2 separate regions of the Zea mays genome follow, and region 2 is linked to region 1. The links are chromatin contacts, called in public Hi-C maps. All regions are on one chromosome and are shown on one strand. The core of a region is the stretch at or near the end of the contact, and the rest is flanking DNA. Distances in the headings are between cores, read along the strand shown. Region 1 holds the start of LOC103654491 (Zinc finger protein WIP2). Region 2 has its middle 21 kb from the start of LOC103654492.

Region 1 (2,912 bases), core at 266-2,765:
AGAGACTGCCATGCATAGGCCAGGGCCATGATGCCACACAATCTTATGCTTTCCAAACCGTGCATGAAAGCCTGCCCTGCTGAAACAACCTGCTGTGGATCTGTGCTCAAATCTCACACATTAACCATGGCTATAGCTAGAAAGTAAACAGATGTATATATGTACTACTACCACTACCCCAAAAAGAAAATTAAGAAAAAAAAACAGGTGCATGATGGATCGATCAGTCAGAGGTGAGATAGAGAGAGGATCGAGCAAAGGTGAAATCTTCCCTGAGATCTCCACTGCTCGTCCCACACTAGCTACCAGACATATGAATGAATCTTCAAAAGAAGGAAAGCTTAAAGACGCATGGTTGCATGCATGGCTGCCTGCGCGGCTGCGCCTGGCATGCGCCAGTCTAGTTCAATCACGCAAAAGGTATCCACAGTGCATCAGCATGGATCTGGGCTTGACATGGCATGCAACTAGCTCCAAAGCTAGCGAGCCTGCCGTAGCAACTCAAGAAGAAGAAGATAGAAAGCTAGCAGCAAGCCAGCAACAGCAAGGCAAGAAGAAGAAAAAAAAATGGGTATATATATATGTATGGTATGGGTGAGCGAGCATGACCATATGGCAACTGATTTGACTCTGACCTGCATGTTGTTGTATCGGTTGAAGGTCTTGTAGCAGACGGGGCACGAGAATTGCGTAGGCCCGATGAGGATCTGCGCCGGAGTCGGGATCCAGTACTGCCCCTTGTTGAGCCTCCCGATGGGCGTGGACGCGAACCCTAGCGGCACCACCTCGTCGCCGTCGCCGTCGCCCACCTTGTTGCACTCGTCCTCGTCCTCCTCGGCCTCCATTCCGCCGCAGGCCCCCCTGCCGGAGAGCCCGGACCGGAGGTCAGACCCCGCGCCACCGCAGCCGTTGACGGGAGCCGGGGGCAGGCCGATGCGCAGCGCGACCGCGGCGTCGTCGGCGTCGTCGTCCGTGGGCGCCGCGGCGGCCGCCTCCAGGTCCATCGGGTCGTCGTCGCAGCAGGAGGGCATGCAGTTGAGGTCGGCGAAGAGCGGCGCACGCGTCGTAGTGGTCGAGGGGGCCACGGAGCTGCCGACGGCGCCCTCGCGTAGGAAGTCATCGGCGCCGTCTTCGGAGTCGGAGTCCACCGCCACGTGCGGGCGCGGCCGCCGGGCCCGGGAGGCGGCGCGCGTAGGCGACTGCGACAGGAGGGGCAGCGCCTCCCGTAGCGGCGGCGAGGGCGGGCTGTCATGCTCATGCAGCGGCAGCGGCGGCGGCTGGAAGAAGCACGCAGGGTACTGATGAGACGCCGCCGCCGGGTAGAGGGTGGTGTACGGTGGGAGATGGTGGGGAGCTGGGGCAGCGGGGTAGGAGGAGCCGTAGTAGTAGTAGCTGCTCTTGAAGAAGCTCGTGTAGGGGTCTTCCATGGATGGGGGGTGGTTTCTTGCTGTGGGTGACTAGTACGTTCTCCCCGGACGAAGCTTTGCTTCTGTTCTTGGCTACTGCTTGCTTTGGGGCGAGGGTGCCGTGGTTGGCAAGGGGTAGTTATAGTGCGAGAGAGGGAGACAGAAGAGAGCACGGGTAAATTATGTGGGGGTAGCAGAGGCCTTGTTCTCCTGACGGTTGTATTCTAGCAGGGGAGCCATAATGAGCTAAAAGAAGTTGCAAATTTGCAATCCAGAGTATATACTATATACTAGTCAGGCCAGGGTGTGGCCAGTGATTGTGCATTCTGTTCGAAATTAAGGGACAGTTCCTTTCCTTGCATGGTGCAAAGAAAATTATTGTACCAGATTTTAACGATTTTAATTAATATTTGTCGGGATCATCATACTAATTCCGCTCTCGAATATTGTCGCCCACTAGTTTCTTATTAAACTAAACCACAACAAATAAAAAAAACAGAAAAGGACGGATATCATAACTATAGATACATGGATTACGCCCTTAAACGTGTTTAACCCCTAGGCTACCATCGGACGCATTCCCCGAGGTCAAGGGAGTATGAACCATGACTCGCTCGAGGCTCCACTCGGCGGTCACTCAAAACTCCGCCTCGCCCGAGCTTGCCCTCGGACAAGGGACATACTCGGGGAAATCCTCATCTCGGCTGAGATACCCTCTCCACAGAACCGTCATTTCCGCCTCGCCTGTCTCGGGCAAGGAAGAACCCCGAGCCAGGCCTCAGCCAAAGGCTGCAAGGGTCATGAGCATTCAATACGCATAATGTCGGTGTTTAGTACCGGCAATGCACCGCGAGGTGTACCACGAGATGCTTTTGTGAGTCGGCAACATCAACTATAGCTCAATGGTTCGCTTCGAAATGCGACATGACACACGATTTATACATGTTCGGGCCATGAGATGCGTAATACCCTACATCCTGTTTGCGGTGGGTTGTATTGCTTTGATATATGGAGGTTACAATGAGAGCTAGGGTTTGGATGTTTGATGAGAGAGCGAGGGGCGTGTATGAGATCAGATCCCCTAAGATCTGCCTTGAGAGGGATCCCTAGCTCGCCTTATATAATCCGGTGTGGCTTGGGTTACAAGTTAGTTTCCATATGTATCTCCTAGACGGTTTAGATTACAATAGAGTCCTTGTCTTATGCGCCAAGTTTGTTCAGTCGTTGGCCTAGGACCTGAGTCAGTCGGTCGGCCCATGTAGACAATACGCCTCATTTGTACCCAGGGGTATCCATCCCCCACAAGCCCTCGTGCTTCAAGTTGACTTGAGAAACAAGCAGCGTGTCGGCGAGGCACGATGGCCTAGCCCTTGAGCCAGCAAAGCAACGTGTCAGCAAGGCGGGCAATGGCCCAGCCTTCGAGTCGGCGAAACAACGCGTCGGTGAGGCGGGCGATGGCCCAGCCTTCGAGCCGGTGAAGCAGCGCGTCAGCAAGGCGGGCGATGG
Region 2 (2,880 bases), core at 163-2,662, 38 kb before region 1:
GGGACTATCTTACACCCGCAGTTTGAGTTTTTTATATAAAAAGATAAGGTTATATATGGTCATATATAATTAAGGTAGAAGATCTTGACCATGCTGGCGCAAAAATTTCCTGAACCCGGCCGCTGCAAACAGCATAATAAACGGATGAACTATAATTCCTGCGGTGGAGCTGCTGCATACGCGACACTCCAAACTGTTCCCTCACAGTAGTCCGTGTCCTGCGATGATGAGCGAGCATTATATGCATTTATTAGCGTAGAATAAAAAACGAGCGAGGCAGGAAGAAGCTAGCCGGCGGCATGGCATGGTGGTCCTAAGATCTGCTACTCGTATCAGTGAACCAGAACTATGCAGTTAGAAGCTTAGAGCATCCCATATGCTGCTGCCACTGCGGCAGCCCCAAATCTGCGATGCGATCTGGATGGGGGTCCGGCCAGGCAGGGATCGGAATTGAAGCAGCCGGCCAGCCGCCCGGCCACCAGCGGCCGGGAACAGTCAGCAGTGGTGGTGCCTGCCTACCCGGCCTGCAGCGCACACACGCTAGCTTGCTCTCTCACGCACGCCACTCCGATGGAGCTGAGCTGGTTCCTGTCAGCTTTCCTCTCCCGATCCGTCTCCCTGCCCGGACGACGAGACCTTCGCGCGCCCGAGCGAATCCTATCCTTGCAGCCGCAGCAGGAGGCTTTGCTTGCTCTGCCAGAGCTCGTCGTCGCCGATCTGCGCGCATGCACGCCATGGATGGATCGTCTACTCGCCGGCCTGCCGGTATGTACCCGGCGCGTGTGTGGCCATAAATTCGCATGCCACACCCACAGCTGGAGGAGTAGTAGTTCCCTTCGCTTCGTTCTTGTCGCTCTACAGCGGCGACGACGTACCTGACCTGACGGCCAGCGCCCCGCCTGTATTGTATAGTGCATGTGTTGGCGCAATCTACCATGCCACTATGCCAGTGGCAGCGGCATGCAGTGGCAGTGCCACCACGGATGGGACGCCCACGCGACGAGCAGATCTCCAGCCGCGCGCGCGCTCCCCGGCTACCTCGCTCGATCAGTCTGGCCGATGGCGACAGGCGGGGCAAGTGGCGGCATTTAAGGCCTGTTTGGTTCACTACCTAAGTTGCCACACTTTACCTAACTTTTCTGCCCAAGGTTAGTTATTAAATTTGAACGACTAACCTTAGGCAAAGTCCGGCTCCGATCCGTCTTTCTCACCCATGCATGCATCCGTCGTCCCTGACTCCCCCTGCGCGCGCGCCGGTCTCGCTCGCTCCGATCTGTCGCTCGCTCGTTCTCTATGCAGATGGAGATGCAGGTGCAGTGCCCTCCCTGTGCCCCCTGGCCTGCCTTCCTTCCATAGCTAAGCTAGCTGCGGCAGCTACTGGACTGTCACTGTTCCAGTACAGCCAGTGCGTTGCTACCACCCTCTTTGTCGAGACGTACGTGCATTTACTCCACCGCCCCCGCCCCCGCCCCCCTCCCGTTACCCCCATACCGTGCGTGCGTGCGTGATACCGACCGAGCCATCATCCTGCTATGCCGATGCATGCATGCATGCATGCCAGCCGATACGGTGAAGCGCCGTGCACGTACACTGGCGGCATGCGTGTTCCGTCGTCGTCGTCGTCATCGACTCATGATCCGGCCATATGCATGGGTGCATTCCGACCCATCACCACTCCTGCCCACCATCGCCGTCGATCCAGCGGAGCAGTAGTGCGTGCTTGCATTCACTCACTCATCCTATCCATTCATCATTAGTCAGCCACTGTGCTAAGCGCAGCAACGTACTCGATCCGTTTAATCAGCTGCGCGCTAGGGTTTAGCTGCGCACTAGGTTCGCATGCAATGCAATGCAAGCTGCATGGTGCTGCTTGCATTCATTAACCACCTGGGCTGGGGGTTAGGTGCTACATAGATAGATCCGGGTAGGTGTCTGAAAAGTGCATCTGGGTATCTTCGACTAGGACCGGACGAAATGCTCGTAGCTCGCTCGGTTCATGGTTAGCTTGGCTCGGCTGGTTTGAATTTTTTCACGAGCTGAGCTGACATCCTAGCTCGATTCGTTAACGAGCCAGCTCGCGAGCTAAACGAACTACCATATTCTAGCAAAACGAAACTATATGCATATCATTTACAGAATAATTGATGAACATGTTATATATATGTGAGGTGTATATGGCCTATGAATTAAACTAATAATTAATGAACTATGTCTATGTGTTAATTTGGTCTATGTAAATATAATTATGGGTTAAACTGATGAACATGTATGTGAATTGTGAATTAATGAGTGATGAATTATGCTAATTTGGTGTTACATTGACGTGGTTTGTGAAACTATGATTATAATTACTATTTTCTATTGTTAAAATAATTTGAAATTAACTAAAAATAATTATTATGTACATATTATTTTTTCTGTTCTGGCTCACGAGCTAAACGAGTCAGCTCGAACTCGTAAACGAGTCGAGCCGAGCTGACTCTTTGGCTCGTTACCTTAACGAGCCGAGCTGCCTCGTTAGCTTAACGAGTGAACTCGAACTCGGACGAGCCGAGCTGACTCGTTATCTACCTCAGCTTCGACACTACCGGCCGGCGAGACGGACACTAGAGAAGAGAAGGGGAGAGAAGAGAGCTGTTGGTTCCTGGGCTATAGCTAGCTAGAGGGACAGACAGAGACAGCACGTCCCTTATTTATTTATTCCCTCGTGTAGTCCTGTGCTTCTCCCGGCCTCAACCAGTCCCAGCTCCCAGATGCTGTTAGCGACTTAAAATAACAATTAATAACCCCATCGGTCTTCTAATTACATACAATAATCTACCGCACGCACGCACGCGCGCATGCAGCAGACCTGGTGGTGCATCCGCGCGCATTTCGGCG

What was found. A called contact is a pair of places that touch in the nucleus more often than the background predicts.
Region 2: a contact with region 1 is called in a Hi-C map of ear, with 1.8 times the contacts expected there. The contact joins the enhancer-like site here to the promoter of LOC103654491 in region 1. A contact is called at or near these places in 4 of 25 Hi-C or Micro-C datasets (ear, root tip and tassel).

What each region holds. Positions count from the first base shown.
Region 1 is chr4:205,126,037-205,128,948 of Zm-B73-REFERENCE-NAM-5.0, reverse strand. It overlaps LOC103654491 (Zinc finger protein WIP2), which reads right to left and starts at 1,515. Exons shown (of 2, transcript XM_008681322.4): 1 at 636-1,515. The coding sequence starts at 1,427.
Region 2 is chr4:205,163,918-205,166,797 of Zm-B73-REFERENCE-NAM-5.0, reverse strand. No RefSeq gene overlaps it. Among protein-coding and RNA genes, the nearest start is that of LOC103654492, 21 kb to the left of the region's middle. Within about 2 kb of position 1,412, at least 13 of the 20 cell types and tissues checked have an H3K27ac peak or open chromatin away from gene starts, as enhancers often do. A contact at or near this core is called in ear and tassel, where this site is marked.